Regions from separate parts of the Danio rerio genome. Here region 1 is linked to region 2. A link is a contact called in public Micro-C data. All regions are on one chromosome and are shown on one strand. The core of a region is the stretch at or near the end of the contact, and the rest is flanking DNA. Distances in the headings are between cores, read along the strand shown.

The links. A called contact is a pair of places that touch in the nucleus more often than the background predicts.
Region 1: a contact with region 2 is called in a Micro-C map of caudal fin, with 5 times the contacts expected there. The contact joins the promoter of rhbdl3 here to the promoter of utp6 in region 2. A contact is called at or near these places in 3 of 18 Hi-C or Micro-C datasets (caudal fin, embryo and hematopoietic stem cells) and 1 of 4 datasets of contacts at active chromatin or transcription factors (embryo).

Annotation. Positions count from the first base shown.
Region 1 is chr6:24,717,909-24,722,644 of GRCz12tu, reverse strand. rhbdl3 (rhomboid, veinlet-like 3 (Drosophila)) reads left to right here and starts at 2,218. Exons shown (of 9, transcript NM_001017556.2): 1 at 2,218-2,313; 2 at 2,587-2,626. It overlaps LOC141386260 (a long non-coding RNA gene), which reads right to left and starts at 2,355. Exons shown (of 3, transcript XR_012407936.1): 1 at 2,184-2,355.
Region 2 is chr6:24,550,983-24,555,912 of GRCz12tu, reverse strand. It overlaps utp6 (UTP6 small subunit processome component), which reads left to right and starts at 3,039. Exons shown (of 19, transcript NM_001111207.1): 1 at 3,039-3,233; 2 at 3,330-3,414; 3 at 3,499-3,540; 4 at 3,659-3,751; 5 at 3,852-3,899; 6 at 4,045-4,108; 7 at 4,236-4,354; 8 at 4,448-4,525; 9 at 4,615-4,696; 10 at 4,775-4,856. The coding sequence starts at 3,142. suz12b (SUZ12 polycomb repressive complex 2 subunit b) reads right to left here and starts at 2,505. Exons shown (of 16, transcript NM_001082824.2): 1 at 1,906-2,505; 2 at 1,520-1,566; 3 at 1,368-1,432; 4 at 1,183-1,251. The coding sequence starts at 2,050.

The sequences.
Region 1 (4,736 bases), core at 969-3,468, 170 kb before region 2:
GAAAAACTGTGATATTCTCTTCTCACACATTGTTTTTCACCTAGTATGGCAAAAGGCACGTTGCAGGGCAAATAATTTTCTACTGGAAAATATTGTCTGTTTATTCAGTATAAAATAATAAAATATTATAAAATAAATAAAATATCAGTTTTTTATATAAAAATGAAATTAATCTTTATATATATTCAATCACATTTACAGAATTAAATAAGAGAAGTAAAGATAATAAAGATTGAATGATGGGTTCAGAAATCTGTGTGCCTATTCAATAGTATGGCCAGATTGTGGTCCACTCCCATTGTCAATTGTACACTAATTATTAATGAACTAATAGCTAAGTATTGATTCATTCATTTTCGGCTCAGTCCCTTTATTAATTTGGGATCGCCACAGAAGAATAAACCGGCAACTTATCCAGCATATGTTGTACGCAACGAATGCCCTTTCAGCTGCAACCCATCACTGAGAATAGCTATGGTTTAATTAAATATTTTATGGCAAATCATTCATTGTCAATCAATATTTATGATTGTGCAGTTGACTTCATTTTAATCATGTAATTTCCCAAAATGATAATAAGAGTGACTTTAAATTTATTGTTATTTATTGTGGCAGTGGCCATTTAGTACTCACACAAATTCCACCGCTACGCTGAGAGCAACTTAACTCCAGACAGTTCTTCTGTAATTTGATGTATATCTCTATAGTGGTTAAACAAGAAATATAATTTGTTTTTAGTATAACTTATGACAATAATTATTGGTTTCAAAGCAAAACTATTTGATTTAGTGCAAAATTCGGTTTTGTAACTTTATAAAAATTTTATTACATCTGATTTTATTTTACAATGCGGCCAATATTCCTTTAAATTAGCATCTTCATGTTTTCTGTCGTTGTTCACTTAATTTTAAACTTATTACTTTAATAAAAGTATTTATATTACAAACAATTGAGTGTTGCACTGTGCTGCCATGAGATGGCGACAAAGAACATCAGCTGTAAAGACATTTACTGCTGAATAGATGCATCTGTGAGCAAGATCCAGTTTTGCCATCACTTTAAGACAATAGGCCTAGTTCTCAAGTTATATTTTTGAATCACTCAGCTGTCAAACAGTTCAACTTGAGATTTGAATCCGTGGTGGAAAGACACAAAAAGGTTTTATTCTTGTACCATATTATGCCTATGCAATCACACTCAGACCTTCATCAAAGGTACAAATCTGATCCATAAAAGCACCACTACAGTGACAATAAGACACTTTATACCTTAACAGTGTCAAAAATGCTTACCAAATATTTATATAAAATGCCTTAAATGTTTAGTTTACAAGACCTATAGGTTTGTTTCACCGCTTGTTTTGTAATATTGAATTATTGTTCTTAATGTTTATAAGCTTTTAAACATATTTAAACAATGATTCTTGTTTTAATATAGAATTATTCATAAAATTACTTTGCCCTTCCAGTCATTTATTTTCATAGGTATTGTAATAAAGTTGTTCAACACTTTTGCACCTTTCATATGGGGACAATTGTTAAATTCAGTTGTACCATAAAATGTACAGAACAGCATCATCAGAGGTCGTTTCTGTACCATGTAAAGTTCAATTTTCCTCAAGGAACAAAATCCTCAAGGAACATTATTTGTACCACGGTTTCTGAGAGTGTGCAAAGTTAGTGGTCATCCAGGAACGTGGTTGAGAAACACTGCTCTATATCAACAATGCTGTAATTAACATTCACTTGTGCAGGACACATAATTCAAACTCCACATAAAGTTTTGGCGGTGTGACAATAGCTGTTATGTAGCCTATAGTCCACCGTTCAATGTTATGTTATATTTTTGTTTTAGAAGTCTCACATGCGCATGTTGGTCAGTCTGTTAACACCTTAATTAGTATTTTTTTTTTTTTTTTGGTTACAGGATGCGTTGTCAGTGTGCTCCTGATGGTGTCTTTTAATATGGCGGCAACGACGTATTCTCGTCTTTTGAGAATCACACTGCAAACTCGTCTTAAATTGTCCTATATGTAAATAGATGCTATCAATCCAGAAAACAAACCCAGTTGACAAATTACACGAACTGACATCATTTTTATTTACTTGCCATAATTTGAGATATGCTTGTAATGCGGCCACATGACGAGGATCAGTAAAAAGGGGCGGGTGCCTTTTACTTACCTCCCAATGCTGTCTGCGCTGCGCTCCGCTCGGTCACAGTGAACTTTGGCAAAGCGCTCTGTGGATGCTGACAGGAGTCGCTCCTCTCGGGCGCTGCTGGCACGCGCTGTGGATGCGAAACAACAGCAAGGTAGAATGACGCACCACAAATTAATTCGCACTTATGTAATGTGTTGCGTGGCTTAACGTTAGTTCTACAGACACAAAAATACGCATTTATAAATAACCTGATCATTTTGCCCTATCGTTTTATCGCATTCTGTTTGGTTAAATACCGGACATTACTGTTAAGAGAATCACGCCAGGAACGACACTGGATATAGGGCTTGATAGCTTAATAGTTTAATAGAAAACTCAAGGTACTGTAAACGATTTTAAAAAATAAATCCCATTTCTGTTGCAGGTGACTGTTTAAAGATGTAGACAGTACGCCACTTGGAACGGTAGGCTGCTTTAAAAACCTAACGCCAACTTGTGTGTGACATGCTGTGGATTTCCAGTGTCAGACTTCAATGAAATATGGAAGCGAAGAGGAACTTAGTTTGGGATAAACTCATTTACAATAAGATGTGACAGAGCTGGAAAAATGCGTAGGTTTACATGACGTTCTGAGTTTTCAAAACCAAATGTGGAAATATGTAAGGGATTTATGAGAACAAAACATCATGGCAGAACTTTATGAAAGGAGATAATCATTATTTAGATGGACTGAAAGAGGCAGAAGGAATATGGTAAACTCATCTCCAGCAGTTGCTGCTCATGCAGAGGGAGAAGAGATCGAGGTGCTGGAGAGCACTGATGTCCTTCCTGTAGCTCCAGAGGACGTAAGTGATGTGCAGATGTGTGATTTATGTTGTTGAGAGCAACAGAATAAGAACAGAGATAGATTTTATCTCTGATGCATTATCTTTTTCTCAATTATATCTCTGCTCTTTCCTTACTTCTCCCTCTTTCTGTGTCTTCCACAAATCTTTCTCTCAGCAATGGAAGTGTCTTTTTGACAAGGTAGGACTTTGCTCTTGTTGCACATTTCAGTGTTTGCTTGTGTTTCTGCACATGTGCAGGTCATTATCTACTAACATGCCAATAACTGATTAATAGGGTTTTAGAAAATGATGTAAAAAGCCATGTGTTGGTTGCAGAATCACAGAAGCATTCGGAAGTAGTGATTGACCACCAATACTTTTTTTCAGAGACCAATATCTTTGCTTCATTACAAAATATACTTCAGGCATAGCAAATGACATTTGAGTTAGAGTTAGAAGGGGTGCATGCCCGTTTGCACAAATGCACAGCTTTATTCAGTATCAATAGTGGAGTTTCATACTGAAAATGTCATGGTTATAGTTGATAGTCAGGTCCACCATTATTGCAATGGGGGATGATGCAGAGTTAGTTAATGGTTTGCTGGAAAGAAACAGAGCTGGGTGACAGACGGAGAGCGGTACCCCCTCTGCCCCTTGTTTCTTTCACTCTCAGTCTCTCTTGCTGGCTCTGCACCTGCTTAACCCTGACCCCCCACACACACTCCCCAGGGATAAAAGCAGTGACGTGAAGGATGAAGGGAGAGATGCAAATGACATGATGGGAAAGAGTGATTTTAGGGTTAACAGGGGGGCAGATATGAACAGAGAGCAAAAGCTTTAAGGTGCAGAAGGCTCGTGGCAGACCCCCTCTAGCCTTGAAGGGGGTGGAAGGGGGTTCCTTTACAAGTGAGCCTCTCACTCTGCAACATTTTGAGTCCTTCAAGTGGTCTGCGGTCGGGGGTTTCATGCAGTGTTGGGGTCACTGCCCTGCAAGGTTGTAAATTGGAGGCATTGTGGGATCTAAAGACCACAATCAGACTTCACTGATTGCATGTAACAAACTAATAAAAGAGGGGGAGAGGAGGAGTTGGGTTGTTAAATGGTGGATAGTTTGAGTAAAAAAGTTACATATGAATACATTTTCATATGCAAATTCATATCTTCACAGCTAATGGCTTAGCAAAAACTGTCAGCATCAGTTGATTGCTTTTTCACCCTGTGGCACAAGTGATAGCAAATGGCGTGCTTGTGTCTGACAACTTGTTAACTGACAACATCCCAAAAAAAACAAATCCATAAACATGGGCATCTGTTTAATGACTCATTGCAGATAAATAACAGTTCTCGGTCAGAAACACAGAACATTCTTTCCCCTGTTGAATTTTAAGGCCTACAAAGTAAAGTACAGGGGAAAAAAGTTATAATTAACAAGACATTTTAATCATATAATAAAAAATGAATGATTGTTTGTTTTTTGCTATCAAAAAATGAATCAAAAATAGTTTTAATTAGCTTATTCACAAATGTAAAATTCATTTTTAATTCAGAATACATAGTAGAGTTTGTATCAGTAGTAGAGTTTGGTAATGCTGGTACTGTTGAGTAAATGAGTAAATTGTTGGCCTGTACTTGATTTTGTCCATCAGGAATAAATTGGATCATTGTCATTTGTTATTTACATCAATCTCTTGTGAGCACAGATACAAATTATTTATAATAAACACTGCAAAAGTGTAAACCTATTGTG
Region 2 (4,930 bases), core at 1,790-4,289:
TATATAACCTGATATAAAAAAAAATAAATAAAAATGAATAAACCTCTGAATGCATGCTCATTGAAAATTAAACATCATGTCAGGAGTCCCCTTTTTAACAATCATTGAGTTTACTTTCACTGTAACTGTATAAAATAGTGTAAGTTATGTTATTATTATCATAAAAGTCTTGTATGGAATTATAAATAGAACTTGTGAAATTTGATCTTTAAATGACAAGTTTCTTCTTTAGCATTTTTATATCCTATAATTATAATTATAATAAGGTTAAATAGGTTACTAACCTTCAACTTCAACCAATTTTAATTGTAAATCCATTCTTTTTGTGAAAAAAATATGGTTTTTTTTTAAAGGCCATATTGCCAGGCCCTAGTTTGGGGTGACTGCAGTCTAATTTTGAGGTAATGTCACATGTACGACTGCAGTACACAAGTACAACTCAGTATAGCTATTGACCTAAGCAGCAAAACAAGTTATTCATCCAGGTATAACAAAAAATACCTATATTGCTTCATTGTGTGTGTGTGTGTGTGTGTGTGTGTGTGTGTGTGTGTGTGTGTGTTATGAGTAAACAATGTTTTAAACAAAATTGAACTGCAAAGGTATGCTGGTTAAGGTAACAGATAGAAGATTAATTAGCTTTCATTTAATTCAACAAAATTAATAAACACATGACCACGGCAACATATGGTTTATCCGAGTTCTTCTTACATAATTTTCCTGATAAAGTATGATGCAATGCCTTTGTCACTACTTGTTAGAATGTTATTATGAAATATGTTGCATGCTTTATTCTGTGAAAGAAAGACATCATTTTGCAGTTTTGAGTCAATGGGCCATAGGTCACTGAGAATCTACACAAACAGCAATCGATATCACAGATTGATTATTTGCAATTTGACTAAATCGCATGCTATATTTTGAATAGCTATGACTGTGTAGTAAAGGCTGCTCAGACTCACAACACGTGCTGGAAAACTACAGCTCATTACAGAGCTGGCTTTTTAGACAAATGCACACAACAATCGCATGTGATTTTTTATTCAGCCCTAGTGTATGTGTAGTTTTAAATGTTAAACGTGTAATGATTTAAAATCTTAAATTATTTAAAAAGTTGTGTAGTTCACATCTTTAAACTCATATTTGTGTGAGACCACAGCATGCATAGTAGAAGAGCAATACCTCGGAGACTCAGGCTCTCCTTTCATTTTCTCCACACTGGACAGCAAGTCGTCAACTTTAAATGATTTCCTGAATAAAACCCAGTTTATTTATTAAACACGCTTTACAAACACACAAGTTATTAAAATACGGCACACCTATTCTGATTTTCTGATGTCAACCATTAATATATTAATAAAACCCACCTTTTGGCATTTGTTCGTGAGTTTCTATGTGACATGAAGGTGAGGGTCCTGTGAAGCAATACAGGCTGTGAAAGTACAAGAAAAAAATATATCAACAATCAGAGCCACCACACAATAATGTGAATTAAATCTACTGAAAAAAAAATACGTACAGTTATCAGATTCCTTGTTCGCAGAAACCTGTATATTTGAGTCGGTTCTGAAATGAAACATGCAGAAAATATATCATATACTTTTATTTTCAACATTTTCTCTACAAAAACTGCCTATCTGTTGCTTTACAAATCTCATTTACACTTAACTTTTTAGTTTTGCATACATTGGTAAATTTCTTGTTACTATTTTTAACAATAAACACTGCCTCATGTACACACTCATAGGAACACAACAGTGATAGATCCAAGGATGCATCCACACCACATCTAGTAGCAGTAACACACAACAGCACGTTGTCATGAACTGGGTGTGTCAATGGAACGTTAATAGGAAAAGCTAATGAATTTACTTAACGTGTTAAATGAAACAGCTGTTGACTTACTCTCAAAGGCCTGCAGAAAGAGCTCATGGTCGGCCTGCAACTGTTCAATCTTAGGTTTCTTGAGTGAGCTCACGCCAGAAGATGGGTATACAGCACCATTGGCTTTAGAGTTCATCACCTGAGCCGAATATTTCTGAGGAGCCATGATAATATACTAACAACTAATGGGAAGTCCAAAACGCATCAAAACAACACCAGGCGAAAAGATTATCTGCACATTAATGACAGACAGTCGCCCTCGCCCCTTTGACCAGCTCTCTACCATCACCTAAACATCAGCTACTTGTGGTTTAGTTTCTTTGACAAGTGCATGTTTGAATGTGGCTCAAATGAGTAAACCATACGAGTTGTAAATATGTTTACTGATGTATGCCCTCGATCTGGTCACTGATCCTCAACAGATTAGCACGTTAGCTTGCGGTCCTTAAGAGCGACGAAAACACAGTTCAACGACACCGGGTAATCCATACACACAGGCAGAAGTTCACGTTCCAATTTGAACAAAGGTTATGGATTATTGAATACTTATTTTCTACCGAAATTGTATTTATTTTGACGGGAAACCCGACCAAGTGACGGATACGGATACTTGTGTATCGCCCGAGCCCTTGAGGAGAGTGCCGCGAAAACCCGCCCACTGCAATGTTTTAGCCAATCAGAGATGCCGTCTGGTAAAATCGAAGTTTTTTATTGGATAGACTTATTTTGATAGACGTGAGATTAAGATTGGTAGAGGAGACAAATTGCCGCCAAGAATGTTTTGGTTCTGGGGAGAGGATCGGTCACGGTGCAGTAGCACGGGTTACAGCCTGAATACAGTCATAAACATACAGCAGTCAACACTTGAAGTAAATCAAAAAAGTTTATCAATATTGAAAACAAGAATGTGTTGTTTAATAGTTTTAGGGCAACTTTGAAAGATTTGAACCCCTTCCAAGATTTACTCCTGCATGCATGTTTTATATATGTGCGTGAGGTACTAAGTAAGTTAAAGGAACCTTAAGTTAAGGAAAAACAAATGTATTAATGTTCTGAATTATAACGTTCCCATAAAACTATTTTTTTAAATAAAAACCGTGGAACCAAAATTCAAGTGCAGAATTCATGTCGGATTTTTTAACCGATGAACATCCGGATGTAGAGCATTTGACAACTTCCTGTCCACACGTGTTTTGGGATGTAATTGCGCTGTGCATCTTAAGTATTTTGTAAAGCGTCCCATAACCTGTTTTAGAAATGGCAGACATTGTACAACAACGATTAGAGGACAGAATACCAGGGCTTGAACAACTGGAGAGAGTCGGTTTGTTTACCAATAAAGAAGTCAAGTGAGTATATCACTCGTGTTCATGCGAACAGAAAAGATGGATTGAAATGGTGCTTCTGTAGAGAGAAAGTTTCCTCAAAAAGGGCTTTTGTTTCAGGTCCATGTTGAAAAGATCTACTGCACTTGAATATAAGCTACACCGAGCAATTCAGTGTAAAGATGACTTCATTACATACATACAGGTCAGTATTAACAAATAGCTTTTTGCACTTTAATGTAAGAAATCAGCACATTATGACCTTGTTTTTTTATCCTTGTAAAATCAGTTCGAAATAAACACTCTTGAACTTATCAAGAAGAGGAGAGCGGTGAGTTGAAATCTGTTCTGTTATTTATTTATTTTGAAATCTGCTTCTTTCAGTAATCAGAACAGCAGACCTAACTAACTTGTGTTACTTTAAGTGAGATGTACTGTTCTGCTTTCAGAGAATTGGTTACCATTTTAAACGTGAAGAAATTGAGTATCCCATCATTCAGGGCATAAACAGTGTTTTCAGAAGGGCGACAAGCAAATGGCAGGTTGGGCAATAAGAAATGATAACCTCAGTTTTAGATTCATTGTGATGGTCAGTTTTTGATTCAAATGTATTTTTGATTCCATTAAATGCTTCTCCTGTAGGAAGATGTGCAACTCTGGCTTTCTCATGTTGCCTTTAATAAGAAATGGGTATGTGCTTTTGTTATTAAATGCAAAAAACCTTATCAATTTTAAAGAAATAAAAATAGAAAGAAAGAAAGAAATAATAACGCAAATGTGTTTGTCTTTAAAAAAAAATCCTAATCTTTTTTTTTTTTTTTTGTCTTTCAACAAGGGCTCAAAGACTCAGCTCAGCAAGATTTTGTTATCTATGTTAGCTATCCATCCTGACAAACCAGGTAAACTTAAGTAAATTAGAAGTTTAGGGGTTGGGTTTACTGTCAATCATTAATATTATTGTAGTTTAGATGTATAAGCAGCTTTATACACATGGCTAGAAATAAAGTTTTTGGCGTTTTCTTGCAGCTCTGTGGATAATGGCTGCTAAATGTGAAATGGAGGACAGGAACTCCTCAGAGAGTGCCCGGCATCTTTTCCTCCGTGCCCTTCGCTTTCATCCAGAAAATAAGAAAGTCTACCTGGAGGTGAGGCAACATTATTTTTAAGCAACCAATGCTATAAACATTACACTTTGAATCTCATATATACATAAAACAAACCATTGTATGTGTGTACAGTATTTCCGGATGGAGCTCATGCATGCTGAGAAGATGAGGAAACAGCAACAGGAACTGGAGCAAGCTAAAATAGATGTGGTAGGTTAAAAAGGTGTACATCTGGAGTCCTTGCCTTTTTGAAAATAAAATGCATATTTTAATTCATAAAACATCTTTTCTAAATTCAGGGGGAATATCAGTTTTCTCCAGAAATCTTGAGTGGAAAACTTGCTGAAGTGATATACAGAGATGCTGCACAGAAAATTAAAGGTTGGCTAAATTTCCACATAACTGTTTAATAGTATCAGCTGTGTGTTGTTATAATGTGCTTATTTGTCTTGTCATCAGGGGCCGAATTCGTCTTGTCCCTGCTACAGATCGCTGCCATCTTTGACTTCACAAAGGACCTACAAGACAAGATCCTGCAAGAGTACTGAGCCGTTTCCCCTTTTGCCTTTTTACGTCTATATTGGCAATATGCAATCATGAAAATTTCTTTCTCAG